Linked DNA regions of Mus musculus: regions 2, 3, 4, 5 and 6 are each linked to region 1. The links are chromatin contacts, called in public Hi-C and promoter capture Hi-C maps. All regions are on one chromosome and are shown on one strand. The core of a region is the stretch at or near the end of the contact, and the rest is flanking DNA. Distances in the headings are between cores, read along the strand shown.

Evidence for each region. Promoter capture Hi-C pulls out the DNA fragments that hold promoters and counts their contacts. A called contact is a pair of places that touch in the nucleus more often than the background predicts. Capture Hi-C pulls out chosen DNA fragments and counts their contacts.
Region 2: a contact with region 1 is called in a promoter capture Hi-C map of the HPC-7 cell line, with 3 times the contacts expected there. The contact joins the enhancer-like site here to the promoter of Mapkap1 in region 1. A contact is called at or near these places in 5 of 39 promoter capture datasets (the HPC-7 cell line, frontonasal cranial neural crest, hematopoietic stem and progenitor cells and 2 more), 3 of 115 datasets of contacts at active chromatin or transcription factors (astrocytes, embryonic basal ganglia and embryonic limb bud) and 1 of 9 other capture datasets (liver).
Region 3: a promoter capture Hi-C map of hippocampal neurons shows a contact between it and region 1, with 7 times the contacts expected there. The contact joins the enhancer-like site here to the promoter of Mapkap1 in region 1. A contact is called at or near these places in 7 of 39 promoter capture datasets (the 3T3-L1 cell line, hippocampal neurons, liver and 2 more), 1 of 484 Hi-C or Micro-C datasets (cerebral cortex), 6 of 115 datasets of contacts at active chromatin or transcription factors (the 230-238 cell line, astrocytes, embryonic basal ganglia and 3 more) and 2 of 9 other capture datasets (embryonic stem cells and pancreatic islet).
Region 4: a contact with region 1 is called in a Hi-C map of LSK cells, with 5 times the contacts expected there. The contact joins the promoter of Gapvd1 here to the promoter of Mapkap1 in region 1. A contact is called at or near these places in 1 of 39 promoter capture datasets (embryonic stem cells), 2 of 484 Hi-C or Micro-C datasets (LSK cells and uterus), 2 of 115 datasets of contacts at active chromatin or transcription factors (astrocytes and effector CD8 T cells) and 1 of 9 other capture datasets (adipose tissue).
Region 5: a promoter capture Hi-C map of cranial neural crest shows a contact between it and region 1, with 2.8 times the contacts expected there. The contact joins the enhancer-like site here to the promoter of Mapkap1 in region 1. A contact is called at or near these places in 4 of 39 promoter capture datasets (the C10 cell line, cranial neural crest, hippocampal neurons and 1 more), 1 of 115 datasets of contacts at active chromatin or transcription factors (large pre-B cells) and 1 of 9 other capture datasets (embryonic stem cells).
Region 6: a promoter capture Hi-C map of pancreatic islet shows a contact between it and region 1, with 3 times the contacts expected there. The contact joins the promoter of C230014O12Rik here to the promoter of Mapkap1 in region 1. A contact is called at or near these places in 1 of 39 promoter capture datasets (hippocampal neurons), 1 of 115 datasets of contacts at active chromatin or transcription factors (bone marrow-derived macrophages) and 1 of 9 other capture datasets (pancreatic islet).

What each region holds. Positions count from the first base shown.
Region 1 is chr2:34,403,686-34,408,756 of GRCm38.p6, reverse strand. Mapkap1 (mitogen-activated protein kinase associated protein 1) reads right to left here and starts at 1,906. Exons shown (of 12, transcript NM_177345.4): 1 at 1,503-1,906.
Region 2 is chr2:33,912,785-33,917,855 of GRCm38.p6, reverse strand. No RefSeq gene overlaps it. Among named protein-coding and RNA genes, the nearest start is that of Gm39792, 6.9 kb to the right of the region's middle. Within about 2 kb of position 3,030, at least 28 of the 459 cell types and tissues checked have an H3K27ac peak or open chromatin away from gene starts, as enhancers often do. A contact at or near this core is called in the HPC-7 cell line and hematopoietic stem and progenitor cells, where this site is marked.
Region 3 is chr2:34,024,576-34,029,646 of GRCm38.p6, reverse strand. It overlaps C230014O12Rik (RIKEN cDNA C230014O12 gene), which reads left to right. Exons shown (of 4, transcript NR_130173.1): 3 at 3,690-3,848. Among named protein-coding and RNA genes, the nearest start is that of Gm39793, 65 kb to the right of the region's middle. Within about 2 kb of position 2,101, at least 40 of the 459 cell types and tissues checked have an H3K27ac peak or open chromatin away from gene starts, as enhancers often do. A contact at or near this core is called in cerebral cortex and hippocampal neurons, where this site is marked.
Region 4 is chr2:34,752,338-34,757,408 of GRCm38.p6, reverse strand. Gapvd1 (GTPase activating protein and VPS9 domains 1) reads left to right here and starts at 2,177. Exons shown (of 27, transcript NM_001356441.1): 1 at 2,177-2,431; 2 at 2,850-3,143.
Region 5 is chr2:34,074,596-34,079,666 of GRCm38.p6, reverse strand. The region is part of intron 1 of C230014O12Rik (RIKEN cDNA C230014O12 gene); the gene reads left to right. Among named protein-coding and RNA genes, the nearest start is that of C230014O12Rik, 31 kb to the left of the region's middle. Within about 2 kb of position 3,121, at least 20 of the 459 cell types and tissues checked have an H3K27ac peak or open chromatin away from gene starts, as enhancers often do.
Region 6 is chr2:34,105,765-34,110,835 of GRCm38.p6, reverse strand. It overlaps C230014O12Rik (RIKEN cDNA C230014O12 gene), which reads left to right and starts at 3,101. Exons shown (of 4, transcript NR_130173.1): 1 at 3,101-3,327.

The DNA of each region.
Region 1 (5,071 bases), core at 657-3,156:
ATTATGCTCATTCCCTTCACCAAGCGTCACCTCTCAAAAACTGACACGGCATACTACTTCCGAATCACAGAAAAACTCTCACACGTGTCCCTCTCACCGTAAGAACTGGCTGTACACAATGACTGAGTCTTACTTATTAAACTGCCATGCAGTGGCTGACCTATATCCATGCACAATGAATGCTTGCTAAGGGACTGTAAATAAGGGGCGCTTATAGGGTTTTCCGGAAGAAATCATTCCCAGGGGATGGAGAAATGGTTCAGCAATTAAGAACCAGCACTGCTCTTGTGCAGTACCCAAGTTCAGTTCCCAGCACCTACAATGTGCCGCTCACAGCACCAACGGCTCCAGTCCTAGGGGATCTGACACGCTCTTTGGCTCTTCTGACCACTGTAGGCAACTGCCCTCACATGTACACAAACAAATCCCACATGGACACACATACATATTTAAAATAATTCTTAAAAATGGGAGGGTCAATGAATCACTCATTCAAAGCTGGGATTGTCCTTAATTGGCTGAGTGAGACCACCATCAGTTGGACCATGGGAAGCATTAGCAATAGAAATCAAAACATAGGAAGTGTCTAGGCAGGACAGGGTGAGGAAAAAAAAAAGTTTATGTGAGAACAAATCAAAAATGATGTGAGATCCTACTTATCCAGAAGAAAGGCCCATAGCAGGGACTTTTAAAAGGTTAGCTGTTAAACACTAGCAGAGAGCCACAAGATTATAGAGGCGTCGCAGGCACTATTCACATTTAGTAGCAGAAGGCAGATATGAGCAAAGCTTAAAGGAAAGGGACACCTGGCATGCCCCTCCCTAGCGTCCAGTAAGCTTGAAGGGGTGTGACTGAAAAAGATGGGGGCAAATAGCATTGAGCAAGATTTGTCACTGCAGCTTGGGTGGCTCCTAAACATAGGAGTAACGCACTTTATTTCTGCCCTGGTGGTTGTGCACAATAGGGACCCATCCTTTCTGTGAGTCCTGCGAAGGCCGACCTCATCAACTGATGTGTCTGTACACGTTCCTGTTTACACCTGGGAAGGTTTTGAACTCGGCCCTTTGGGGGTTTGTAATAAACATGGTGCTTTGCACAGAGTTGGGAACAGTGACAGTTTCAAATACTGCGGTCATTCATTGGAAGCTGTAACAAATTGTGAGGTCCCTGTTTCATCTTAGAGCTTCTGGCTTGAGTTATACACTTCTTTAAACTATAATCTTTTCTTCTTCCCAACCCCCCCCCCACGGCCCCCGCAACTTCACCATTCCTTGTCACTCCCATAAACAGAAAAACGGACTCCAAGTTCCCCGCAGCGCTCTCGGGATATAAACAATCAGTGGGACCGTTTCAGGACTGCCCTGGCAATGCTTTGAAAAGTTGATTTCACAGGATGGAACTTGGGCACCGGACCTTGCAGAGTTCCGAGACCCGAAACCGCCAGAGCCAAGGACTGCCCCCTCCCCCGCCCCCGCACAACCAGGTCCAAAGTCTCTCCTCACCTAAGTCACACACCCAGCTGTCAGGCTCAGGAAGAGCAAGGAAACCGATGTTCCCAGGCCACCGAGCACAGCCCCAACGGGCGCCGCTGGGCAGCGACGGCAGCGGGGTGCTGAGAGGTCGGAGGGTCCCGCGGGCGAGGGGGCGACGGCTGGGGCAACCTTTACCTGAAGCTGCTCCCACACTACAGGCCGCCTCGCCCGGGACACGTCCCTGAGGGAGGTCCCGACTCCCCCACGCCTCCCGGCCCCTGCACCGAACCCAGCGCCTACGAAGTCCTCGGCAGTCCTACCGGCCCACTCGGCCCTGGCGCCCCGGGCACGCCCTCATGACCCCGCCGCCGCCGGCCGGCAACAGCAGCCCTGTTACCCAGAGCCGCGCCACGACCCGGAACCGTACCCCGCGTACCGGAAGTCCCCGATCTGCAAGACGCCTTTGGCTGGGGACGCAGTGCGCAAGCCCCAGAGCCAGGAACGAGAAGTCGCTGCCTCCCGGGGGCGGGACAAGGGGCGGGAACTGGTGGGTGGTTGCGCATGCGTGCTGCCCTTGGCCGTTTCTGGAGCAGGTTAACCAACTTCTGTTTACCTTCAAGTGTAAGGATCTCTGTAAGCTACGTCTTACTTTTACAGGGAAAAGTCTTCATCTTAACCGCCATATCAGAAAGAAGAGTTCACTGCAACTATTATTTGCTACATGGACATAGTATCAAACTGCTTTTTAAATTACTATCTAAACCCAGATTAGTGACGCTCTCACACCTAATCAGAGAAGTTTGGGTATTTTTTTGTTTTATTTTGTTTTGTTTTTTTACTGCAGTGGACAATGGTTAATACAGAAACTCTCACAAGTGGCCATGGTGCACAGATGAAATGTCCATCGAGTGCTCAGCCACAGTAGGACACTGTAATTGTAACTTATTCTCCTGTCGTTCTGTAGTAATTGTCGTCTGGAGGCTTACTATCTCAGTCTGCTAACCTAGACCTAGTCCTGGAATTTTTCAGCCTCCATTGAATCTAATCAAAGCCTAGAATGTTTTCAGCCTGAAATGTTTGCTGCTGAATACGATCATCCTTTCTAGTACTTTCTGATCTCGGACTGGCGATTCTGGCTCAAACTTTTCTCCAAGCTGACTGATTCAATCTGGCTCCACTCAGTTTCTGACAGAATTGCTCTGCTAGGCTTCATTCTAATTTAAGCAACCTGTTCTAATCCCCTGGTTCTTTTTCTTTGGCTCATTCTATCTTCACCTGTGTCTAGCTTGTTCTCTCTTCAACCTGTCTGTATCAAACTCTCCTTGTAAAACTGCCTCCTTCCCTCTTCTCTTGAGAGTTGGGTATATCCTATTCTGTCAAATCTTTTTCTGATGCATCACTTTGTCATTCAATTAGACATCACTTTCAAACATGGCTGCTTGCTTCCATTTACCAACTAACTTTACCTTCATTGTTTGCGATTAAAGGTGTGTACTAAGGGCACATCTGTATTCCAACCAGAGGGATTAAAGGTGTGAGCTAAGGGCTGAGCCACACCACAACTAAAAACAGGTTTTTTCAGTAACACAACCGTGGGGTTCACAGTGTGATCAAATACCCTGCAACAGGATACATAGCACCTTCACTGAAAGGCTCAGAGACCACCATTGAAATTGGGAACAGAAAGATTGTAACAGCCAGAGGCCCAGAAGAAACAATACCTTCTCTGCATTCATGAATTCACACTACCTCTGGTTACCTGTACAAGAAATGCACAAGATAGCCGGGCATGGTGGCACATGCCTTTAATCCCAGCACTCGGGAGGGAGAAGCAGATGGATTTCTGAGTTCAAGGCCAGCCTGGTCTACAAAGTGAGTTCCAGAACAGCCAGGGATATACAGAGAAACCCTGTCTCAAAACCCCAACCCCCCCCCCCAAAAAAAGAAACGCACAAGATGAAGCCAGTCAACATTCCAGAATGGAAGCAAGAGGAGCTCACAAGCCCAGTTCCTAGACGAGTTATGGACAATTGCTGGCTACTGGGGGAGGAAGAGTTGGTTTACCTTAAGGGCATGGCAGGTCAACCATCTCCAACGGATGGCGCCACACTCAAGAATTTATGGGCAACACAAACTGGGATCACATTTTTTGAGGAGGGGGACTAGTGAGAAACTTGGAAGAGGGCAGGAATGGCTCTGGGATGATTATTTGGGGTGGTGAGTGTGACCAGGATACTTTTTATGTATGGAGTGGTAAACTTACTTAAAAATATTTTTTTAAAAAGTCAAATACCAATCTAAATTTCTGTTAGTCTTCAGACACTAGACCTCTTCTCAATGTTTCCATTAGTAACAGCAGTGCCAACTTCTGAGTATTGTTATGAGACTCAAATAAGTTCACATATGATAAACACCAGCTCAGTGCTCAACATGGAGTAACACATGTGAATCAGCATGCTCCTTGCCCACTCATAGTGATGACAAGAACCATATTCAGGACTGGTAGACAGTTTGGGGGAGATGTAAGACTAACTTTCTGGGATGGAAATCAGTGGCAGAGGGCTGGAGGGACAGCTTAGTAAACCACTTGCCATGCATGCGTGAAGCCCGGAGTTTGATCTGCAAAACTCATGTATGTGGGGGCACACACACTGCTGAGAAACAGAGGTGGGCAGAGATTAGAGGCACGCTGGCCAGTCAGTCTTACCTAATTGGTTGACTCCCAAGACTCACAGAGAGACCCTGTCTCAAAAAATCAAATTGACAGAGATAGGCAAATTCTGTGTACCTGAGGCCAGCCAGCCTGGTTTGTATATCAAGTTCTAGGCCAGCCAGGACTGCATAGGGAGAGCCTGTCTCAGAAGAAGAAAAAAAAAAAGGTTGGATGGTCTGAGGAACAACCATACCTGAGACTGTCCTCTGGCTTTTGTGTGCACACATACACACACACACATACATACACATATATACACACACAGCACCAAAGAGAAAGTCATGATAAAGCTAGTGAAGGTATAAATTAGGTGATGCTATTGTTCTTCTCTCAGAGAAATCCTCTGGGAAGTGTCTCAAAAAATGCATTTCAAGCTCACGCCTTTAATCCCAGCACTTGGGAGACAGAGGCAGGCAGATCTCTGTGAGTTTGAGGCCAGGATGGTTTACAGAGCAAGCTACAGGATAACCAAGGCTAACAAAGAAACCCTGGGGGAGGTGGCTTTTCAGCAAGCTAAGTGGGACACCAATATCAGTAACCCCAGCTCAGGAAGCTGTGGCTGGGGATCAGAAGCAGAGCCAGCCGGGAGCTATGTAGCAAGACTCCTGTCTTTTTTTCTTTTTCTTATTTCAAAAAAAAAAAAAAAAAAAGAACAAAAAATGTACCTAGCGAAAGAACCAAAAGACAAGGCTAAATCTTGATGGATCCACACCAGTTTTAAAGTCACCAACAGACCAATACCCTACAGATTCACTCAAGCAGAATATGGTTGGTTTCTTACTTCATACTTGGGTGAGAGAAGCAAATAGCAACTGGACTCTTACATGCATGGCACCATGGCTCCTTCAGGGGCCCGCTGTCATCACTCTGTAAAGCAATAGATGTT
Region 2 (5,071 bases), core at 1,781-4,280, 490 kb after region 1:
GAACTGTGGGATTATCCATGTTCCTGTGTTAGCAGGGACACACCGGGCGACTCAAAGGAGAATTAAGACATTCATCATCATCATCATCAAGTCAAGTTTTTGTCCTATAAATCCTTTAAAGTACTTCTCTACAGGGGAACACAGAATCCCATATATGGGGATCTTCCATCTATGGTCCCTGGAAAACCCAGAGACAGTTTGATGTTTTGAAAATGGGGGATGCCCTTCTGTGAGCGGCACAATCTCTAGCCCATGTGGCCAAGCTCAGACTTGAATAACTCAAATATCTCTTTCACTAAACAAATAAGGTGAACCACTCCAGCAGAACAATGCCTGAGGCTGACCTCTGGCTTCCACGTGCAAGGATACACACGTGCATGTTATACAGAGAGAGAGAGACAGAGACAGAGACACACAGAGACAGAGAGAGACACAGAGACAGAGGCACAGAGAGAAACAGAGAGAGAGACAGAGACAGACAGAGAGAGACAAAGACAGAGAAACAGAGAGTCAGAGAAAAGCATAAAGAGAAATTGAGAACTCAAGCGCTCTCTTCTCTGATAAGGGCATCCCATTCATTATACGAAGTGGTGAACTTTAAGCATGAGCCTGACTAGTAGCTGATTAGAACATTGGATTGTTTGCCTAAAGACGAGCATGTTCTATACCTAGGAGACAGAAATGGCCAAAAGAACAGAGCCCCCTAGATGATGCTGTCAGTCACTCTTGCCCCAGTCCTGTAAAGTCAATGTTAACCCCACAAACTATTTTTGGCCAATGAAATGTGACTGGAAGTGGCATGTCTCAGTAAATGGCGACTGTGAGAGCCAGGCTGTGCTTGCCACATCCCTTTTCCTATTGAAACAACATGTTCCAGACCCCCCACCCCCACCCCCCAAAATAAGTTCTGGTATGGATCCTGGAAGAAAAACAAAGCGACAAAGCTCAGGCTGCCAAGCTTAGCTCACTCTGAACACAGAGCACAAGGGAGACATAGACGTTGGCGTTGCGAGTCCCTGGAACTTTGGCAGTCTTTGTTCCTACGGCTCAGCCTGGCTGATCCTGACTGGTAAGAGGGCCGGCAAACAGCTGAGCACACAGGCCGACTGTGAATAATGCCCCAATTGTTCCTTTCCCCTGCTTTGAAAGCCAAAGAACCGAACTGAATGGCGGAAGAAAAAGCAAAAACCCAGGAGCATTTGGTTGGTGAAGAATTCGATGAAAACTGTGGTCCATCAGGTAAAGGCGCTTGCTGCCAAGCCTGAGAACCTGAGTTCGATCCCTGGGACTTATGTGACAGAAGAAGAGCACTGACTCTCTCAAGTTGTCCTCTGACCTCTCCACCATGCTTCATGGTGTATATGCTCACAAATATGCACAAGTAGTGTAATATATATATATATATATATATTAATTAAAGAATCCAATAAAACTGAAATGTGAGAAAGCAGTTGACGATACATGAAAAACAGAAGGGCTTGGAACGGAAGCTGTGTGCCTGGCCTCACCAGCACTGAAGTACTACTCCTGGCTCCCCACTGAAAGACAGATGCCTTCCTTCTCCCTCTCAGCATCTGCTCCCCGCGTCTGCCCCCACTGCCCCTCAAGCTGATGTCTTGAGGAGGGAGTCAGAAAAGCTCCCCGGTCCCCAGGGCTTGTGTTCCTGACAGTTTAACTTGGCCCACCACGTCACAGCTGAAACCAGCAGGACCCAAGGCAAGCAGAGTAAAAGAAGCAGTTGATAGATGTGCTCGGCTACCATGTAAAACTTCAGTGTGACAAGACACACCATAAACAAGCTAGAAACAGCTATCTCCAGGGAGAAAATATTTGCAATTTATATTGCAGATAAGGGATTAGCATCCAGAATATATAAAGAATTCTAACAAATCAATAAGAAAAAGACAAATGGCCCAATAGAACACCCAGCAAATGATAAAAAAAGAAAAAGTCGATTTATAGAAAAGGAAGTTCAAATGGCCAATAAACTTGAAGAATGTTCATTTTCAGTAGCAATCAAGGGACTAAACCATTAAGCTACCACGAAACATATTTTACTCGTCAGCTTGGTTTTAAAAAAATTAAGGTTTGACATTAAATGTTCGTGAGGGTGCACAGAAGTAGGGACTCTCAAATACTATTGGCAATAATGCAAATCCATACAACAAATTTGAAGGACAAAATAAATAAATAAAAATCAAATTGCCAATCTCTTTTCTAGAGAGGGCATTTGCATGGGGGCCCCTATGAGGGTGCTGTCCATAGAGAGAAAGCCTGGGACTGGCGAGGCAACTCAGTGGCCCCAGGGTTCTTGTGGTCATGCTAGGGGACCTGGTTGGGTCCCAGCATCAAATGGCTCATCAAGTGTTAACTGCAGTTCCAGGGAATCCAGTGCCCTCTTCTGGCCTCTGTGGACACACACACATCACAAACACACATGCAAACATACACAAGAATAAAAACTACCTTTACATTTCCTTTTGTAATTCATAATAAACAGAGAATGAAACCCTAAATATCCACTAATCGGGGATACATCGAATAAGCCAAAATAGACGTGGGCTGCCATTTAGGAGACCAAAGCAAGTCTCTTGAGTTCTTAGGCAGAGGTGCTGTTGAGCCGATGAGACAGGAAGTAAAACAGAGGCTGAACAGGGTGTCTGGCAGGGCACCTCCAGAGGAAACATTGCCTGCTCTGCAAACGTGAGGGTCTGTGTTTGGATCCCTGAAAGTGAGGATTTGCTTTCTTCTGAAACACAGAAGTGTTACGTGAGTGTGTTTTCGTTTTGATACCAGATGTGAGCTATGGGGCTGCTTCAGATTGTCCACAGCCACGAACTATGAGTTGTCTCATGCTCTGGCAGAGGTGTGATTTTGCCAGCTGAAGACTGTTTATGTTTGGAATCCTGGGGACCCTTGAGAGGTTATAAAAGTGCCAGAGTCCTAAGAGACACTGTGGTGGTGGCTGTCAGTGCTGGTTCCTGCTAATGCTGCTGCTGCTGCTGCTGCTGCTGCTGCTATTGCTGGCTGTTGGCTGGAGATCCCCTGCCAGGTGAATATTGGATTTGCTCCAAGAAACTAGATGCCCCTAATCAGTAGGAGGTAGTCTAAAGAGATCTATACCCCTTCCTCTCCCATCCCCCATAACCTTCTTTCTTGCCTACCTAGTGTTGGAGGGTTGGAAGGGATCAGGGTAGAGAAGGGTGGTAGATATAAGAACCCAATAAAGTAGCCAAAAAGTACTGTTGCAGATCCCCAGCACCGGTGTAAAGCTGGGAGTGGTGGCACATGCCTGTAACCTCAGTGCTCGTGTCAAGACAGGAAACAGGATGACTTCACTGGCCAGCTACATTAGCCAACCAATGAAGACCAGCTTCAGTGACCTCGCCTCAGAAAAAGAAGGTGGAAAGAGAGAGATCAAACACTGGCCTCTACATACAACCCACATGTGCATGTGAACCCAGAGGTACACACACACACACACACACACATACACACACACATTCACACACACACACACCACACACATAAACACACACATTCACACACACACATACAAACATACACACATACATACACACACACATAAACACACACATACACGCACATAAACAAACACATACACACACACATAAACACACACATAAACACACCACACACACATTCACACACACATACACACACACACACCACACACACATTCACACACATACACACACACATACACCACACACACATTCATACACACATTCACACGCACATTCACACACATATAAACATACACACACATACACATGCATCCACACACACACATACATACACACACACATAAACACACACACACACATACACACCCATTCACACACACCATACACATTCACATACACACATACACACACACACATACATACATACATACATACATACACACACACACACACACTTTATAGGTAGTGTGATGGTTTGAATACACTTGGCCTATAGAGAGTTGTATTGCTAGGAGGTATGGACTTGTTGGAGGAAGTGTGTCACTGTGGCAGTGGGCTTTGGAGATCTCCTGTGCTCAGGCTCCACCCATTGAGGAAGAGAACCTCCTCCTAGCTGCCTGAGGAACTCAGTCTTCTGTTTGCCTTCAGAACAAGATGTAGAACTCTCAGCTATTTCTGTGCCACGCCTGCCTGCATGCTGCCATGCTTCCTGCTGTGATGATAATGGACTGAACCTCAGAACCTGTAAGCCAGCCCCAACTAAATGTCATTTATAAGAGGTGGGTTGGTCATGGTGTCTCTTCACTCCAAAGGAACACTAAGCTAGGTAGGGACAAGAGAGATAGTCAGAAACCATATATTTATGTTAAAAAAATACTTAAAAAGACAATTCAAATGGAAATAAGACTGATTTCAACATGAAATCATTGATATGTCTCCAAACAAAGGATTTATTTGGGAATATACAAAGAATATTACATTGAACATACTTGGAACATACATATCAAATCAGGGTGCCTGCTGGTATGTCCAAAGAACAAAAGAACAGGCTGGGATTGGGGTTGGGCATAGTGGCACAGTCTGCAATCTCAGCAACTAGGAGACAGAGGTGGGAGTGGTCAGTAGTTCAAGGCCAGCCTGGTACATAGTAAGCCTGAGGCCAGCCTGGGCTACATGAGACTCCGTCTTAGAATAAGCAGGCAAGCAAACAGGTAAATCAGAGAGGTTGGGGGTTTATTGGGAAAGAGAACAGCGTCATGGGTTGTTTAGATGCTGATGCTGGGAGCTGGTAAACTCTGGAGTGACAGCAGCTGCCGGGGAAGCCTGTGGGCTATGGTGATGACTTGTGTGTTTCACACTGTCAGCATTGGAGAGTGTTCGTACAGATTCAGCTAGCTGTCCCTGCACTCCCAGCTCTCCTCCTGTGGTTGTTGTAGTAAGTTGAGGTTTGGAAAGTTGTCCTGTGGTCATTGCTGCCATCTGTGACCCCTGTGTGACAGATCTTCCTTTGTGGCTCTTAACAGCTATGTTTGCCAAGTCTGATATGAGTGCCTCTGCTTTGTTTTTGTTTGTTTGTTGAGAAA
Region 3 (5,071 bases), core at 852-3,351, 380 kb after region 1:
CGTGTTCTCAGCTGCGAGACCGAGGTGAGGTGCATCTCCCACTTCCAGGCCCGTGAGTGTGGACTGGAATGGTGCCCATCTGACTAATGCCAGAGTCCAGTCTTAGCCCATGAATTTGGTTTCCAATATTGCTTTCCAAGAGCTGGTAGGACAGGGAACAGCGTGTTTGAGGGCCAGGGCCAGGGACAAAGCAGCAGGGAGCTGGGAGGCTCCATTGTGAGCATCATGACCCTGGTGCCTGCATTGCTAGCCTGGCACCTGCATTGCTAGCCTGGCACCTGCATTGCTAGCCTGGCACCTGCATTGCTAGCCTGGTGCCTGCATTGCTAGCCTGGCACCTGCATTGCTAGCCTGGCGTCTGCATTGCTAGCCTGGTGCCTGCATTGCTAGCCTGGCGTCTGCATTGCTAGTGTTTTCTACCCCCAGTCTTAAGACTGGAAGCTTCCTGGAGGAAGGGCAGGTTGGCCATCTCTGTGCCAGCCACTCAGCATGTCTTGAGAGGAAGTTGTTTGTGACTCACTCAAAGGGCAAGGGGTACATGCCAAGGGAGTTGAAAGCTGGCACCTGTGTCAGGAAAGGACTGGGTCATCCTCTGAGAGGCGGGAATTCAAGATCATGATATCATCACTACTGAGTCTTGTTGTCATGCACAGCTGTGTGTGCACCGTCTCTAGACGCCCCCACATCTACTCCCTATGTTCACACTGACCCTCAGGCATAAGGACTGTGAGGAACTGCCCCCAGGTTACCTGGGGAGGGCATGGCAGCAAGGATTTGCCTTTGCTGTCTGTTCTGCTTGGCCCCAATGCCAAGGCTCCTTCTTTTCAATAGATCTTCCCAAGACCTGATTGGGGGTATAATGCCAACATGGCCTCCACCGGAGACTAAGCAAGTCTTCTGCTTTCCTTTATAAAAATATTCATATAGTAACAAAACGAGTAAGTAGGTCTTTGGGATGTCTAGACAGGGCCATGCCCAGGGGTCCTCAGACTTGGTGGACCATGAGCATAGCCATGAGTGTAGGGATGAAAGACCACGCTGTCCTGGATTGCTCCCCGCAGATGTCAGACTCTCTGGAGAGAAGCCACCTCTGTAAGTTTCAAGGCTCCCCCACTGAGGCTGGCTGTGTTCAAACTTTAGTGCTTGTTCTGGCTAGTTTTATTAAACCAGCTGGTTCGTTACTTTGGCACAAGCTAGAGACATTGGAAAGGAAGGAGCCTCAATTGAGAAAATGCCTCCATGAGGTTAGGATGTAGGCAAACCTGTAGTCAGTAATGTGGAGCATAAGCTAAATAAACCCTTCTTAATTAGTGATTGATGGGGGATGGGGTGCGGTGGGGAAGGCCCAGCTCATTGTGGGTGGTGCCATTCCTGGGCTGGTGATCCTGGGTTCTAGAAGAAAACGGGCTAAGCAAGCCAGTAAGCATCGTCTGCCCATGGTCTCTGCAATTAGCTCCTGTCTCCAGGTTCCAGCCCTGTTTGAGTTCCTGTCTTGACTCCCATCAGTGATGTATGATGTGGAGGCAGACCCTAAGTAAACCCTTTCCTCCCCAAGTTGGCTTGGTCATGGTAGTAAAGCATCTAAGACAGTAGTTTTCTTGCCTATCCTAAGGGTTCCATCCTCACGTCAGCTTAGAGCTGCTTCCCTCTGGATTTAATTAAAGTCCTGAGTCCCTGGGGTGCTGTGGCCCCTTTGGTACCAGACTGACCTCCTGCAGGCTCTCCTGAGCCTCTGTGCCTCTTAGTGCTTAGCCAAGTTTCTTTGGTCAACCATTGGACTAATGACTAGCCAGGCGTGGGCAGTCATGGAAGGCAAGATCTCAGCCCCGCCTAGGTTCGGAAGCCTGGCCAGAGAGGCACCAGTGCAGACATGGATTGGAATGCCAGGCCCCTTCTGAACCTCAAGCTTGCTGGAGAGGTGGGGTGACTTCATCTCTTGACTTCCCAGGCGGTTCCCTTAGCAACGGGGCCTCGCTTTGACAGCCGCCTTTGCAGACAGTCTGTTTTCCAGAGGGGGGCTCTTTACCCTACTGCCTTTCACTCATTAAGTGAGAGTCGCTGCAGGGGTGTGAAGCCCAGACTCCCTGCAGTCTCATAGAGCCAGAGCTGTACCCACAGCCCAGCCTATCCAGGCTGCCCCTGGAGCCAGCAGCCCACAGACTGATCCTGTCTCTACAGGTCTGTTGTCTGCCGCGCAACACACATCTTGTGGCTCCCACGGAACTGAAGCCGGCTTCTCTACCTTCACCCTCTGCCCCCTCCTTGCTTTTTCTACCTCCTGACTTCTCTCTTCCCACCAGCACACCTGCAATCCACCTGTCTTTCACACTCACATTAGCAGTTAAAGCGTCTGTGCTGACATTTGATGATCTTAATATAGGCCCTGGTGACAGAGGAACAAGAAGAGCACAGAGTTTGCGCATTGCTGGAGAGTAGACTCCTCCCCCCGAATCCCTGACTCCTCCCCACAGTCCCTGTCTGAGCTCAGAAATCTCCCCTTCCACATTGTGGGGAGGGCTTCAACAGGTCCCACAGACTGTGTGGCGTGTGATGGCTTTACCTCCTTCGTGTAGCCTTCTCCCTCCAGATGACCAAGAAGGATGATAATAAAACCTACCACCAGGGGTCAGGTTCATCGGGTGCCCCCTTTGTGCCCTACCCAGGGGGCATGTACCCCCAGGTTAGTGTTAGCATGCAGCTAGCAGTTACCCTACTTCACAGATTAGAAAAAGGAGCTTCGGACATACTTAAGGTTAGCTAACATGGTTAAAGGAGAGAGTACGACGGTGAGCTGAACACGTGCCATGCGTGGTTAGCTGGCCAGGAAGAGGGGTGGGTCACTGGGAAAGTAGGGGAGGGGCATCTTGAAGGACGCTGAGAGGGTGGAGACGGAAGGCAGAAATGGAGTCGCAGAGATGGTGAAGGAAAGTCACTACACTGGAGTGTCTCAAGAGGAGGGTGGAGTCAACGCTTCTGGGACTCAGAAGAACAGGGTCACGTGTCTGAGCAACACTGTTGGTGACCATGAAAGGCACAGTTGATGAAGGGGTAGAAGACACTAGATCTTCTAAGCAGTGGGCAAAGGTATTTACTGAGAGAACAGGGCCATCAGGGAGGCCATTCCCCTGGGAATTCTGGCCCTGGGGTACAGTAGGGAGAAACGGATACCTGAACCTCATGAACCGCTATTTGCTCGATCTGTAGGCAAAGAGCGTGTTGATGAGAGCCACCAGGACAGGACAGGGGCTCCAGTTTGGACTTGGTATGGTTGGGTGGGCCAGGAGAAAGTTCTACTACCTCTTACCCTCCAAAAGGAGGCAGGATGAAGCCCAATTGGAGGAGCTGTGACTTCAGCAGTCCCGGGAAAAGAGAGGGAGGGGTTGAGGAGCACAGAAGCTGTCCGAGTGTTTGTGACCTCTTCACCTCCTGGACACATACCCCAAGGAAAACAATTGAAAAGATGCAAAGTTTAATTTGGACACAGTTCAGCCCGTGGCTGGCTGGCGTCCATTGCTTTAGTCTGAGGTGGAGCAGGATATCGTGCCAAGTCTCTATGATAGAGGAGGCTGCTCACTTCATGGGGGCCAGCAAGCGCTGAGGGGATGGGGGGTGGGGGGTGGAGGGTGGGTTGCAAGGTCACAATATCATCTTCAAAGACTCACCCTTAATGACCTACTTCCTCCAAATAGACTCCACCTCCTAAAGGGTTCATCCACCTATCAATAGCGCCACCAGCTGGGGAACAGATGAACAACACCGGAACTCTGGGAATCCAGTTCAAATCTGACTGTATTGCCCGAGAGAAGAGTGTCAGGGAGGCAGGACTCAGAGGAATGCAGCTGCACCAGGTGATCTTGCCATCCTTTTGTAATGGCCACTATTCCACCCTTCCCCATTGAACAAGTAGAGTGGAGTGTGTCACAGGCGCTCTTAGAGCTACTGTGGAAGAGGTAATGCTCATTGCAACTGGTCCTCTGTGTGTGTGTGTGTGTGTGTGTGTGTGTGTGTGTGTGCGCGTGCACACATGTGTTTTCCAACTTTTCTTTTTGTTATTTTGTTTTTGTGTTCTTCCCTGAAGACCACCTCACATTGAGGCCACGTGTCTCTTTATAAATTCCACATCTAGTGACATCCCATCAGCAACTGAAGGCCTGCTGTGATGGGAGAATTTACACCACAGAAATTGCCCAGAGCCCCTTATCAGGGCTGCTTCCCCTGGGAAAACTGGTTGCTCAGTACTGCTCCTCATGTCTCAGAAAGCTTGCCTTGACTAATGCAGAAAGAAATATATACATATATTCTATTATCATATATATGTATGTAACATATATTCTATTACCATATATATGTATGTATGTATGTATGTATGTATATGATAAGATCAAAAGAAAGTAAAGGGGGCAATCACATTATGTGATTATTTACCTAGGAAATTTGAAAGAACAAGCAGGAACTATTACAATTAATCAGGAATTCAGTAAATGCTGACTTGAAAGAAATATTCAAAAAAATCAATGGCTTTGCTGTGTACTTACATTAATCACCCGGAATGTATGATGGGAAAAGATGACATTCACAATAGCCACAAAGACAGAAAATATCCAACAACAAGCTCAGTCATAAATGTGTGAGGCTAAAACTTCACATGAAAATGAGAATTGACTGCATAAAAGCACAGCCGGCTGGGCCGGTGGAAAAGAAGATTAAAAATTGTCAATTCCATTAAGATTAATCCATACATTTAATTCAGTTCCAATGAAATCCCAAATGTATTTTCTTGCAACATCAGTTCATTGGGAGTTATAAATAGACAAGAACGGCTAAGAACATCTTAATAAATGAAATTGATCAGGGCAGGAGGAGCTTCTGAGGTCAGACATTTAAATGCAGGTGTCGAGGTGTTCCGTTGCCCACTGTCCACGCTGTTCTAAAATAGCTCCCATCCACAGACTGAGTGAGTGAGCCTAGGAGAACACTTGGGCACGTGCACCAAGCCCAGCACCACAAAAGCTGGGCCTTGTGGGGCACACCGGTCACTCCAGCACTTGGGAGGTGGAGGCAGGTGAATCAA
Region 4 (5,071 bases), core at 928-3,427, 350 kb before region 1:
AATAGGAATTGGCACTGCTGTGGTCAGTTGAGACAAGGTCTTGCTCTCCAGGCTAGGCTGGCGTCAAATTGTGATTCTCCTGTCTCAGCCTCCTAAACACTGACATTACCTGTATGTACCACCATGCCTAGCACGATTCAGTAAGAATTTGTGACTGTGCACAAATAATTGATATGCCTGTATAGTGTGGTTGGTGGAGTTGTGTATCAGAAAAAAAAATGCCTTTGGATAGAATTCATTGTTTTTATTTATTCATTCTTGAAACAGAGTCTCAGATACCCTATGCTTGCTTCAAACTCTCCATTTTCCTCTTTCCATGTTCCAAATGCTGCCATTACAGGTGTAAACCACCACACCCAAACAATAGTAAGGAAAAAATTATCACCATGACAAATTCTAGAAAGAGCATAGTTGCTCTCCCTACAGAGCAGCACTATTTGCTAAATTCTGATAATTTTTTTTCCCAAATTTATTTATTTTGACCATATATTTTGCTTTCCCACATGTAAAGTGTGTTGAGTGTAATAGCTACTTCACAGCCTACTATAACAAGAGTCATTGTGGTAGTGATTTGGGTTTCTGGTAAGAATGTTACATTCTTTGGGAATGCTGAATGGGAAGATTAAAAGCTGTCTGTCTAGGTCAGGCACTCCATCTGTAGGTGACAGACAGAACAGGGCTCAGGCCAGTGAACCGAACATTCCTGTTCTCGTTGTACTTACAATGCACAATCTACTTACTTCATAACTCTTAGCTTCTTTAGAACCCTTCCCTTTCTTTTTATTTATGTATATTCATTTATGTATTTACACATTTATACATTCACACAATTTATTTGTGTGTTTGTTTGTTTGTTTATGGGGGGCAAGTTTTTGCCACAGTGGTGGTCAGAAAATATTGCAGGAGTCATTTATCCTTCCTCCCCTATGTGGGGTGTTTGGTGTCAAACTCTGGTGGTTCGGTTTGGTGGCAAATGCCTTTACTTGAAGGTTTCCTTTTGTGTCTTTGAAAGCCTTTCTTCAAGCTGGGCAGTGGTGGCACAAGCCTTTAATCCCAGCACTTGGGAGGCAGAGGCAGGTGGATTTTGTGCTCTGGAGCTCTGGAGCCTTTGAACACAATCTTCTGTTCAAGGGGGTTTTCCCTTATGCAGTCTACAAATTTTATATCCTCCCCCTCTCTTTTTCTGGATTTTTTTTCTTTTTCTTTTTCTTTTTCTTTTCCTTTTTTTTTTTTTTTTTTTTTTTAAACAAGATTTCTCTGTGTAGCACTGTCCTGGAACTTGCTCTGTAGACTAGGCTAGCCTTGAGATCTGCCTGCCTGTTTTTGCCTCCGCCTGCCTGTTTTTGCCTCTTGAGTGCTGGGATCCTGACTCATCTACCTTGGAATCTAGTCACAGCCAAATCTCTTTTCCTTTCTTTCTTTTCTTCTTTGGCCTTTTGAGACAGGGGCTCTGTATAATCCTGGTTATCCTGGAACTCTGAGATTGGTCTGATTTTGCCTTCCAACTGCTGGGATTAAAGTCATGGGCCACAAAACTCAGCCTAGGTCTTGATTTCTTAATTCAATATGGTCTCTTTCTCTGGAATCTCATAACACTTTGTAATTCTTCATAGCACTTTGTAATTTAGTTTATTGTTACAAAACTCAATCTATGGGAGATACTCTCCACTTTATATTGTAAATTGTATCCACTTGCTTTTTCATCTGGTTGGTGCTTTGTACAATGTAACAGACCCGACTGATAATCTTTAATTGAACTCTGTTGAATGGCAACATGGTACCAAAGACATTTTACTTGATACCCACAATGCTATTGTAACAAAGTAGCAAATAGGAAGCAAATTGTGACAAAAGAATTTCCTTTTGAGGCAGGGTCTCAAAGGATAGCTCCCGCTGGTCTAGACATCCTGTGTAGCTCAGGCTGGTTTAAACTTTTGTCTAATTCTGAGACATTTGCTTCAGCCTCCCAAAGGTTTTAGATTACAGGTGAGAGCTACCATGCTAGTTCAATTCTGATGATTTTTAAAGGAGGTGTATGGAAGACGGGTGGAAAGCTGTCTGGGATCTGATTTATGTTTGAATAGTTGGGAAGATGAGTTTTCACTTCCCCCTCCCCCCACCTTGGGGGCGGAGCATGAGACTCGTGGTGTTGCAGGATATATTCATTGTCTTCAATATTTTAAAGGGCTGTCAAGTGGGAACCAATTCTCCTTGCTTCCAGGCAGAATAACTACCTGCAAAGGGAGGAAAGACAAGGGAAGCAGATTTCAGCTCAGCAGAAGGCAGAACTTTCTAACATTTAGAGCTGTGCAACAGAGAGGAGCAGGCTGTACTCCTGAGAGGTAGTGAGCTGATACTGGAACATCCGAAACAGAAGTGAGACGTGGAGGCCATTCCTGCTTGGGTGGGAGCTGCACCGATGACCTTTAAGGTATGTTCTAGCTCTAAGGTTTCTGGGACTGTTCACTTCTGCTAACTTGACGCGTCCTTTCATTTTTTTTTTTTTTTTGAAAAAACAAAACCGACCTAAGCCTATTTAATGTAACACAGTTTACAGTTTATTTAATGTAATGTTATTTTTAAATAACACAGTTACAATAAAAATCGACAAAACGAGAAGTGGGAAATTATATTTATAAGTTAAAAATGAAGATACCGTCCAATTGGCATAGCTTTTAAGTGAAAGGGGAAGAGCGAGAGAGAGAGAGAGAGAGAGAGAGAGAGAGAGAGAGAGAGAGAGAGGAGAGAGAGAGAGAGAGAGAGAGAGAGAGAGAGAGAGAGAGGCTGGCTATTGGATGATGTTCCGAGCAAGAGAGGAGTGTCATTTTTCTTCCACCCGTCTTCTCTAGCACCAGGTACACGGAGACGTGAGGGCGGAGGATCGGCGTACAGGTCCTGGCAAGGCGGTTCGCGACCGGGAGCGGAAGGGCGGCCGTGGTCCGGACCACCGATCCCAGGGGCCCCCGCGGCGCCGCGCACGCGCACTGCTGAGGGGGCAGCGCCGCCGCAGGAGGCAGGGAAACCGACTGGCGATCTGTGGCGGCGGCTGGGCGGCGGTGGCAGTTCGCAGCGAGGGCGACGGCTCCGAGGCCGAGAGGCAGTCCAGCGAGGACCTGGGCGCCGTCCTCCGCATGACCTCACCGGTGAGTGCGCGTCCCCGGCCGGTCCGCACCGCGTGCCCCGCCGTCTGGCCTAGCACCGCAGCCCGCGCCTGACGGCCGCCCCGCCCCGGGCCCCGGGCCTGCCCCGTGCCCGGCGTCGCTCGGGTGGGAAGCCGCGCGGCCGGGCCCCGCGAGAGGGGTGGCGGCGTGCGGGTTCCGGCAGCCTGCCTGAGGCGGCGGGGACACAGGGCGCATGGGGGGGATGGGGTGGGAGCGCGACGGGGCGGGAAGGGGCGCAGTAGCGCGGGTCGCCTCTGTGGGCGTCCGGGGCAGGTGGGCAGCCGAGCCCGGGAGGCCAGGAGCGGACCGAATGGCTTGGGAGCGCCGCCAGGGACGCGCCGGACGCTCCGGGCTGGGGACGCCGTGCACCCGCAAACGCGCGCCGGGCTTGGCGTCTGTGCACTTGCTGCTGGTGGTCTTGAAGTGTCCGTTCTGTCCATCTCTCTTCTTTCAATTGTCGACTTTTATTGACGGACAGAATTGTCACGGGTGCTGCCTGGATAGACCTCAGAAACGAGCGGGATCCAAGGCATAATTCTAAATAAAGTGAAATAAGGTGAGGAGTCAGATAAGCGGTAGGAACGACGAGGACTCTGGTTTTTTTAACGTTAAGACTCAATTAAATTAAACTTAATAAAATGAAAATTTTGAGTTTGAGCAAAAAGGATGAGGTCTGGGAACTAGAGCTTCCAACTCGTGGTTCCTCGGTGCATTGAATGTAGATAGAATGTCTTTAGTGAGAATGAAGGTAAAATTACACCTTTATTTACAAACCAGTAATTGAAACTGTTGCCTTTAGTTATAAAAACAAGTACCAAACCACAGTAGTATTAGCAATCCCTGTGAGTTTGTCACCAATAGAATTTACAGATATTTTTGTGTTATGTTTACAGTTGGAGCATTCTCAAAATATCATGTTTGTTGATGGATTTCTTTGAGTCTGTGAGTTTCTGCTATATCTTATCTTATGTAATAAGATGTAGCTATACATACATGTCAGTTTTACATTTCATAATATGTCAGTATAATTGGTTTCCTTTGTACTGATAGGAGTTTTGCTTTTTTTTTTTGGGTGGGGGGGTTGAGACAGGGTTTCTCTGTATAGCCCTGGCTGTCCTGGAACTCACTTTGTAGACTAGGCTGCACTCGAACTCAGAATCTGCCTGCCTCTGCCTCCCGAATGCTGGGATTAAAGGCGTGCACCACCACACCGGGCAGAGTTTTGCTTTTAAAAGCATTTTGAGAAGGGAACCTTAAACTTCCCCAGACTATCCATGGCACAGAATGATTAAGAATTCCTGAAATAAAGATAAACTTTGAAGGGGACTTAACAGTACCCAAATTTTGTCATTCAGTAAGAAAAAAGAGAGGGGAAAAAAAGAAAAAAGAAAAGCAGACAGAATGAGATACATGCAAAAGATTTTTAAAATATTTTTTATTGGATATTTTCTTTATTTACATTTCAAATGTTATCCCCTTTCCTAGATTCCCTTCTGAAAATCCCCTATCTCCTCCCCGCTTCCCTGCAAGAGAATTTTATAATCAAGGACTCAATAGCCCTGTTCACCTAAAACTGGGTATGTACACCAGGTTGGCTTCAAATGTGCTGTGTGGTCCTTCTACCTTTGTCTTCCAAGTGCTGGGGATATAGGTGTAAGCCACCACTCCTGCCCTTTAAAATATATATATATATGTGAATGATACCAGTGTAGTTTTGAAAGATAGACCAGACCGTAGATATTTCATCCAGTGTACTGGGGAATCAGCTCAACACTGTAGGAAGAAGAGGAAATGAGTGTTGTGATTTTTGTGCTGAGGCATCACACACTTTCAAGCCCCTGAAGCTTGTGAAAAGAAATTTTTGTATTTGCTAATTTTTTTTCCTCTTACCTTCTTTTGTATGTGTGTTG
Region 5 (5,071 bases), core at 1,872-4,371, 330 kb after region 1:
CTGCAATGATGGTCAGGAGAGCCTTGGTGGCCCGATTGCTCTGCCGTCATCGAGGGGCCAGAGAGGCTCCTGTGGAAGCCGACTAATAAGCAGGCGAGGTGGCAGAGGTGGACTGTGAGCCCACGCTGGCTGAGCAGAGCAACCAGACGTGACGGGAGGAATGAGGGGCCTGCCCGGGCCTTTCCACATGCCTGAGTGGCCAATTTGCTGGTGACCCTGTGCCAAGCTCTTAACCTCAAGGTCTCAGGGTTGCTGTCTGTAAAGTGATGAGGGCCAGACTGCCATCGCTGCACTGAAGAAACTTACAGAAGAGGAGGCTCAGGGCACAAAGTGGGAACCGAAGCTCAGGTATAAAGTCTAGCATCTTTCTGGCCACTGGGAGTCCTGGGTCTTCCTTTAGTCCCTGAGGATGTAATGGCTGGACCCCAGGAATCTTGTGTTGGGGGTAGATTCTGCTAGAGGCAGAGAGCTTGGTGATGTAGAAGTGGAAGCACAACGTGGAGGTGAGAATTTCCATCTGTGTGGTTCTTCTGAGCAGATCTCCTGTGTCCTACAGGGTACCTGGGATGGGCAGAGTATAGGAGACATGGGGTCTCAGCGATCTGATGTCAATCACAGCTAGTGTTATCCTGTTCTCTTTACTCTGGGCAAATGTCCCTCTTCCCGGAGCCTCAGTCTCCCTAACTGTAAGATGGAGGGTGATGACAGCATTTGGGATGAAATGGCATCATGGAGTACATTGTTGGACACTTACTCGGCTTTCTGCAGAGCTTCATCCATGATAAATCCTAGTAATAATGGTTGTTGTGTGTTGCCATGGGTTCTTTTGTGTAGTGACAGGACCAGGAGAGTAGAATTTCACAAAGGGGTAGGGCAGGCCCTGGCCAGGGCGCCAGGAGTCCAAGGGTTAAATCTCCATGGAAACAGGCATGCATTATTTACATAGCCTAATGAATAAAACATTTATGTGGTAGGCTAATAAATTCCCTCACACAAAGCAAAGTAAGCTATGATTTAAATATTGGCCTCTGCTGGCTGGCTGAGTTATGGGGGCTGCTCATGGGGGCTCTCTTGCTTTTATGCTTCCTTCTATTGGAGGGGGAAGGAGGAGTGTGCGGGGGAGGGGAGCAAAATCTTTTTAGTAAGTGGCTTTGGGGGTCCTTCTAAACTGCTACCCAGTGCTGGGGCTCTGTCCCTCCCAGCCTAAGGCTGTAGACCCCAAAGGGTGTCCCCAGAGTCAGGGCTGGGAAGCATGGATTGGGTGACAGGTGGAGCTGGTCCCTACCCAGGGGACCAGCTTTTATATAGGACAGAGGTGGGGCAGCTTGCTAGGGTCTTCTGAAGCAATGGATCACATCTGTGGGACTCAAGGGCATTAAAGTTGGGTGTTGGGTAGTGAAGGGGCAGATGCGCCTGACAGAGCGAGAGAGATGAGGAGAGAGATGAGGGGAGGGCAGGAACAAATAGGGATGCTGAATTCCGTAGGAGAGTGACAGAGCCTCAGGGAGAGAGGAGTGGCTCCCCCCCTGACTTCTGCCTGCCCAAGGCTGTTCCTTGCCTGGGGTCTAGCTCACCATGTCCTCTCTCAGCCTTCTGCTTCTGTACATCTCTCTTCTTAAGGCTGATAAGCCCCATTTTTGCTCTTTCCCTCCTTTCCTCTACCCTTCCTATATTTGCCCAGGTTAGACTCCCTCTCTTCCTCTGTCTCTGCATCTCTGCTTATCTCTCTTGCTGTCCATCACCCTTCAGGGTCAGGTTCCCTCTGTTCATTCACAGCATTTGGATTCCCTGCTGGGCTTCTGAGGAAGAGGGAAGGACCTCCTTTGGGCCTAGGGACCTTGACTGTTTGGGGTATATTGAGGGTTGCAGGTACCTTGGGAAAAGGTATGTACCATGACATCCCTGGGTCCCTTTGGCCTTCTCAGAATTGCCTTTGGAGGAATGGAAGCCACAAAGTAGAGTGTGGCCTTGGATCTGGGGGACCTTTAAAGGGGATCACAGCCCTCAATGGGTACTTCATGGGGATGTAGGTCATGCCTGCAGTGTGGGGAAACAGGAAGGCAATGGTCCTATCAGACAACTCCGTGTAGAACCCACTTCCGCTGTTAGAGTCCTAGACACGGAGTTCTGGGTTTCTGAAGATGGCAGAAATTGTCCCACTGGGACAATAATCTGAGGCTATGTAGCTTTTCTGTGTGGCATCTGTAAGTGCTGTAACACCCACAGGGCACTGTGCTCTCATGTCCAGTCCCTATCCTGGGATGACAGACAGCAAGGTGGCAGGCAACAGTGTCTCTCCTTCTGCAGCTTTCAAAGGTTCTGGCTTGAGCTTGCCCAACACTGGTGGTCTTGGGTGGCCCTGGCTTCTCCCATGCCAGCATTCTTTCAGAACTTCTGGATCTGTGTTCTGACCTCATACCTGCCACTGTCTTTGAGTTACAGCTGCCACAGAGCAGCCCAGACTCAGGGGAGGAGGAAAAATAGGTTCCACCCTGTTAGAAAAATGGCAAGCAGGATTAGTGGGAGTCAGGGGGCTCAAAAGGCAGCATTTTGGGGGCAAAGGACCCCCTTCCATACAGTGTCTTGGTGGAAGCAAAGCCCCTCTTCTTCTGCACAGGCAGGGTGGAATTGTGGGCTCTCAGATTAGAACCTCTGAGGTTCAAGTTTTAGTCAGCTCTCACCAGTTGTGGTCCCCAGAGAAAGATCTTGGGACTTGGTGCTGTTCCCACCCCTGTGAACTGGGGTTCATGGTAGCTGGAACCTGTGGTGCTGTTCGGAAGGTCTTGCCAGTTGGCATATATAGATTACCATCTCCAGTGTTAGTGTCTCTTCTCCCTTCTCTTCCCCAGCTGTGGCGTGACTTTTTCCCCAGAGGCATGTGAACAGGCACCTGTTTATCTCAGACAGAACACCAACTACAGACCGAGTACAAGCTTTCACTAGTGTCCAGCTCAGAGAACCAGTGAATCTGCTGGCCCAGTTTGTAGGAGCCTCGGTGGCAGAGACAGCATCCTCACTTAGCCCACACCCTCCCTAGCATGAGAAAGCTGCCTCCAGCTCTGGCATGGAACCTGCCCCAGACAAGCCTAGGATGTTGTCTTTCCAGGAAGCAAAGACATGGTGAAACTTCAAAGGGGAAGTGGAACTCACAGGGAGACAAGCTCACTGTCACAGTGGCGGTGGGTGACACACTACCAAACTCACAATTCATAGTGACATGAAACAAGCCAGCCCAGACCAGAAAAACCAAGCAATGCCCACAGGGCAGCTCGGAAGATGTTGGTGGGGTGTGGAGTTATCTTTTAAAAGAAAAGTAAAGCAAGGAAGAAGGAAGAAAATGCCCACTGTGGCCCTAACACAGAGATGTTACCTTTCTCCGTGGAGATGTGTTCTGTTCTGCCTGATAAGGGAGGGGGTAAGACTGTGAATGTGTTTCCCAAATTCCAGCGAAATAAAGGTTCTTAGCAGTGAGCTGTGTTCACTGCAAACACACAAGAAGAAATAAGTGCTCTCTCTCTCTCTCTCTCTCTCTCTCTCTCTCTCTCTCTCTCTCTCTCTCTCTCTCTGTGTATGTGTGTGTGCGCATGTGCATGTGTGTGCATGCGCCTGTAGAAGCCAGTTATCAACATAGGGCATCTCCTGCTCCATCCTTGTGCGCCTCACTTTTCACTGAGCCTGGAACTCACTGGTCCACCAGAGATGGCTGGCCAGTAATCTCCAGGATCTTCCAGTCGCTCTGCCCTGCCCCAATAGCTCTAGAATTACAGACATTTACCACCATTCCTGGGGCCCAAATTCAGACCCCCATACTGTACAGCAGACAGGTTACTAACAGAGCCATCACTCCTGCCCATAATATACCTTGTGATGGAAGAATGCCGTGACACTTGTGGACTAGTGTGGATAGGAAAATTATTAAAATGGTCAAGCCTCTATATCAATTGCCATCTTACAGGAAATCCAGAGCAGAAGAGCATAGTATGAAAATGGCATAGATAAAATTAGAAAGATCCATCTATTCTTGATAGGTGTACATACATACACATATGTGTAGATATGTATATATTCATATACACCCATATGTACATATACATATACATACATATATACACGTATATATACACACATATATATGTATGTATCTGTATATCAGGCTGAATTAATAAATCCTTTTGTCTCAGCTTCCTAAGTGCTAGGATAACATCCGGATCTATAATTTGCTTTATGTGTGATAAGTGCATTTGATAATTAAATAATTTTTAAAAATCCAGAAGAAGTCAGATGTGATGGCACCTGTAAGTCAAGTGTGATGACACCTGTAACCTCAGCATTGGAGAGGCAGAGGCTGGCGGATCTCTATGAGTTCTAGGCCAGCCTGGTTTATGTGCTAAGTTTCAGACCAGCATTATTCAGTAAGACCCTGTTTCAGAAACAAAAACTGTAACAGAGGCATGGCTGAAATAGCCAATGAGCTGGTAGGAGGCTGGGTGTTTGATTCAGAGTTATGTAGGAATTGGAGGGGGAATTACCTGGAGAGTAAGACTGAAGATCCTCAGAGCTGGTGACAGGGCTCATGGCCAACCCTGGGGAGTCCTCTGCTTTCTTGTTATTTGCGGTAGTAACACCTTTTCTCTTTCTTCCCTCCTTCCCTCCTTCCCTCCTTCCCTTTTTTCTTTTTTCTTTTTGGTTTGTGTTATAGTGTAAGTGTGTGTGTGTGTGTGTGTGTGTGTGTGTGTGTGTGTGTGCGTGTGCACAGGTATGCACACATGCAGATGGAGGTCAGAGGTCAGCATCAGGCATCTTCCTCAATCCCTCTCCAGTTTAGTTTTTGAAACAAGGTCTCTTATTGGAGCCAGCTCGTAGATTTGGCTAGTCTGGCCAGCAAGCTCCCAGGGTCCTCCTGTCTCTGCTTCTCCAGGCCTGAGACTGCTAGTATACCAACAAGCCTGGCTTCTTAGCAGACTCCAGGGATCTGAGCTCAGGCTCTCATGCTTCAGTGGTAATCACTTTACAGACTGAGCCATCTCTCCGGATCAGCAGTAACAGTTATCATTAGGAACATTAAATTTAA
Region 6 (5,071 bases), core at 1,852-4,351, 300 kb after region 1:
CAGGCTCCCAAGTGGGATCCTGGCAGCTGGGCCTCCTTGGAAGCTGTGATACTCTACGTTTGGTTGGGTTCCCCAGGACCTCTCAGGAGTGGGGAATTTATACCAGGTAAATTGGCATATGCTACAGATCAAGAGCCTGCTGGGGAGCGTGAACCAGCCCCTCCGCCTCCCCCATGTGCGCGCGCGCGCGCGCGCACACACTCGCTTCTCATGCTGTGGCGACTGGGCTGTCCCTTCCAGAAGCAACGTTGGCTCATCAGCCAACAGTCAGAGCCTCCTCTCCCCATAGCTCCGCCTCTGCACGTTCTTCTCAACACCCAGCCCTGCCCCACATCCATCATCAGTGCTCATGGGCCCTGTCAATCTTTTTCCCTTCTGCCCACCTCACTGTGGCGCTTCAGGGCCAGCTTAGTGGCTTAGTGGCTGGGTAGCTCAACAAGTCACTGACCACTTCTGGGGCCTTTGGTCTCCTATCTGGACAGTGGCTCTGAACAGTTCAAATTGTGTCAGGGCCACCTCCAAGCAGCTGGCTAAAAGCCTGGGCCACAGAGAGGTAAAGAGCCACGTCCAAGGTCACACAGCTATTCAGTCTTGACTGGGATTTGAATCTGTTTCCGTCCCTTTGAGGTTTGCCAGGCTGTTGACAGTGATGATGCTGCCTCTCTGCTCTATTTCCTTGAGCTGGGGTCTCTCACTGAACCTGGAGTTGAGCTGGGGGTCAGAAAATCCCAGAGATCCTATCTCCCTGCTCCCTCCCTCCAAGATGCTGCAAGTGGCTATACTGGCTTTGACTTGGGATCTGAACTCAGGGTCTCAAACTTGCACAGCAAGTGTTTAGCCTGCTGAACCATCTCCCAGCCCACCCACACCCCCTTTTAAAGGCAAGGTCTCATGTATCTCAGGTTGATCTGGAACTCTCCTGATCTCCTTGCCTCTACCTCCCCAAAGGTCTTGATGCCTTTTTTCAGAACTTGTGCGTGGGAAGGACCGAGGATGTTCTTGGGTGCTCTTCTTCGTCTTTCCATACCCCCAGAAGGCCACACCAGTAGCACAGCCACTGATACCTCAGCATGGCGAGGAGCTCTGACACTGGGCATTTCCTTCAGGGACCTCTGCAGTCTCTCCAGAGCCGCCAACCTTGTTCTCCCTGTCCCAATATTCTGTCTGATGTGGAGACATGTTTGTGCAGTGTAAACCTGATTATTTCCTTATTAGTGATTCACCATGCTTAATTCACTCTTCCCATTGATCCTGCTCCAAACGGAGGGACGATCCTGCCCCTCCCATTCCATCAGCCACTTTGATATAGTGGGGGACCCAGCCTCTCTGTTGGGGGACCTGGGTAGCCAAGTGGTGATTGGCTAGATTTGCTTAAAGTTCATTTGGGTATCTGATTGCAGGAGGGCAGGTGTGCTGGTTGGATTTTTGTCAACTTGACACAGCTAGGATCTTCTTGGAAGAGGGAACATCATTTTCGAAATGCCCCTGTTACAATGGTTTATGGCCAAGTCTGTGAGGTATCTTCTCAGGTAATGATTAATGGGGGAGGACCCAGCCCACTGTGGGTGGCACCATCCCTAGGCTGGTGGTCCTGGGTTCTGTAAGAAGGCAGACTGGACAAGCTATGGAGAGCAAGCCTCAGCTCCTGCCTCCAAGTTTCAGCTTTGGGTTCCCTTCATGGTAGACTGTTAACTATAAGATAAAATAAACCCATTTCCCCCCCAGGTTGCTTTTGGTCAAGACAGGCTATCATGTGGGTGGCAAAGGCCGAGGCACCCCTGAGGCCGGGCGTGTGGACATCAGTGTTTCATTTGACACACAGGTGACCCATGTGGTAGGGTCAAAGGCCACACTCCAAGTAGCCCAGTCCTGGCTCAGTGCACTTCCCTAACTAACAAAAGATGCTTCCGGCTTGGTGACGGTTGGTTCCTCTCTACCCTTTTTGTACGCAGACCCCATGCTATCAGGCAAGGCTCTGTCAGAGAACACACCCAGAGCCAGATCGGCATCTTTGTCCTCATGAGGGTCTCATCCTATTAAAGGAAGCAGACACTAAAACTCCGGGACAGGTCCACCCTGATGGTGTCAAACTCTGTGAAGAAAGTTTGTGTGTGAGGGGTTTCTTTAAGGAGGGTTCCTCTGGGCTGGGAAGCCGGACCAGGCTGCCAGCAGTCTTGACTCAACATTCTGAGGTAGAAGAGGTATAAAGGCCTCAGGCAGGTGTAGACAAGGCTGCACTGTGAAGTGCTAAGATCCTGCTTTCTGGAATCCGGCCTGGAGGGCTTCCTGACTTAGAAGCCGCCCCGAGTCCAGAGGAAGTGCGACTCTGTCTTTGCTTCCTCAGCTTCCTCCTCTTCCTCTTCTCCTCTGGGGCCACCATCCGCAAGCACCCAGGAGAACTGAAACATCCTCCCTAGGTCAGGGCGCCCTTCTCCCCGCACGTAACCCTGGACTGCCACGGAGGCAAAAAAACCCCTGTTCGTGGAGCCGCTGAAAGGTGCGGGCCTGTGAACAAAGCAGCCCGTTACACTTAGGCCCCAATAAAAACGCTTCTAAGGGCCTAATTAACAGTTTAGGTACATATAAAAACATAATGAGAAAAACAATCTGTTTGCAAAAAAGGGACGAAAGAAAAAGAAAAAAAAAATTAAAAGGCCAAATTGGCAGAGCCTGGCCTGCTGCTGGGCACGTGGCGTCTGCACAGCTCGAGTGGCCGGGAGGGCTGGCCTAATGGTCTCCTCACATGCCGATATTCCACCTCTGTATGTCTGAGCAATTTTCAACTTGGCAGGAAGGGAGCCGCGCGGAAATTTGCGTAAGCCTTGATAAATATTTTATGCAAATTAAAATTGAATTCTTTGCTTAGTTTAAGCAATTTCCCTGTAAGGAGTGTGTCGAGGAGAGAGATTACAACATTTGCCTGGTTTGTTTATAATTTAATTTTTTTTTTATGTTGCGGCTGGCAGAGGAGGAGATGGCAACACCTGTGAGTGTTTATAACGTCCCATCTCCTTCACAGCTGCTCCTATTCAAAACACCTCGCCGGCGTAATAATTTCATAAAATTTCATGATTTACCATCTGCTCGTGCCGGTTTGGGCTTCAGCAATAAGCCCGCGCGTGGCGCCCGGCCCAGAAAGGTACAATAACTGTATATTTTAACTTAATGGTTTTTTGGGGGGCATGCAAATTTCTGTGAGCAGATTGTGTTGAGGCCTGGGCTTGGAGCGGCCTCCCTGAGCCCCAGAAGCCCCCCGGAGCACCCCCGGCTCAGTGAAGGTTGCCCGTGTCAAAATCGAGATATCAAACACCGAGGCTGAAAGACAAGGTAGGAGGTGCGAGAGGATTATTTTCCTTTTAGCGTTTGATGTCTGTGCATTTGGGTAATTAAAATGATTACTACAACAATTAAAGCAAGTAATTAGAAACTAATTACACCAGCATTTTTTGTGATTACAGGAGCAGATGAAAATAGTGTTCAAAATTAAATTCATTGCATATTCATGGGAATGAAATTAAATACTGCTGGGTGGATGAGATAATCGGAGGAGAGGAGAGAGGAGAGGCATTCTGGGGATTCGGAGAACAGACTGCGGTTAATACTCCAAACAGACATTTGGTTAAATCAGTGATAATCTTTTAATGGCTTTAAAAGGGGCTAATATTTGGAAAGCAGTCAAAATTGCTGAGAGTTTCTGTTTTTCACTCACTCTGTGATAATACATACCAGCTGTAGCACAATGGAAAACATTTAATCATTAGCCACTCAAATGGAGGCGCAGGAGCCAGCGTCTCCCCGCCTCTCCTGGTGTCTCATGCACGACAATAAATTAAATTAAAGAATCTTAGCAGCTCTTTCTTCCCTCCCCCACCCCTCCTCCCTCTCCTCTTTCCCGGCTATTGACTACTTCCCAGCCACTGCCTTGCCACGACCATTTAATGAGATCCCGTAGATTAAATAGATTTTCTGTTTAACTCCACACTGGTGAGATAGCATGTCAACGACGGAATGGCTATTAACATTTAAATATTTCACAGAACAAAAAAAAATCGGAATATGAATTTTTCATTGTTGCGACGCTCCCCCTGCCCCTCCCCCTTTCTCTCCCTCTCTTTTTCACGGCTCTCTCTCTCTTTCTCTCCCTTTCTCTGCTAGACCTAATGAAACTAAAGTAATTAGAAAGATACAAGAAGAGGGCTTTCACCAGAGTGCAATTAAATTGAGCGGGGAGCCGTTATTTATATAGGCTGGTCACTCCGTAGCTGCGGCTATTTTCTCAGCCTGCTTGAGTCATAGATTATTACAAGAGATTAATAATGTAAATTTCACTGACTCGGCTGCTCTCCGAGCCTTGGCCTTCAGAAATTGATGGGCACGCCATCCATCACCTCCTCCGGCCCAGGCCTGTCCCTCTGCAGGGCTCACCAGCCTTGGCACCCCACCTTGAGCTCACCGACTCCCTATTCTGTTCTGCTTTGCCCCTGGGTCCCCACCTTCTCCTTTGTGTGTGTGTGGGTCCCTAGTTCTCTGTAGCTTTTTTCTTGTATTTATCTCTCAATGCCTTCAGTGCTAGCCCTGTTTAATTTCTGGCTGATTTTTTAAAAGAGGGGCTCCACACAATGCTGTGGCTCCCCACACCCCAGTATCTGAGAAGGGGTCCATTTGCCTCTTATAAACCCATACAGTAGTGGCTGGATTAAAGGCACAATTTGCCAATGGTCTCTTCTTCTCCCCCGATTCTCCCTCTGGGACCACTCTCTGTCTGTCTGTCTGTCTGGCCATCTATGCATCCATTCTCTACACGTCTCGGCGCATGCACATCTGTTCCCTACTGCCTTTCCAGCCACAAGAGGGTAGAGCTGAGACTGGGGTCCTCTGTGGTTTCCTAGCGGTGTGACCTTGGCTTAGAGCCTTCTGACCCTCAACCACTAAGGAGAGGTAATAAATCAGGTATTACAGAGTCTGCGGGCAGAGCAGGAGGAGGCCTAGGTTCACAGAGGGGACGCACTGGTGAAGCAGGGTGCCCTCCCTCACCTCTGCTGGTGCTCACAGTGTGTCCCTCCCAGCATCT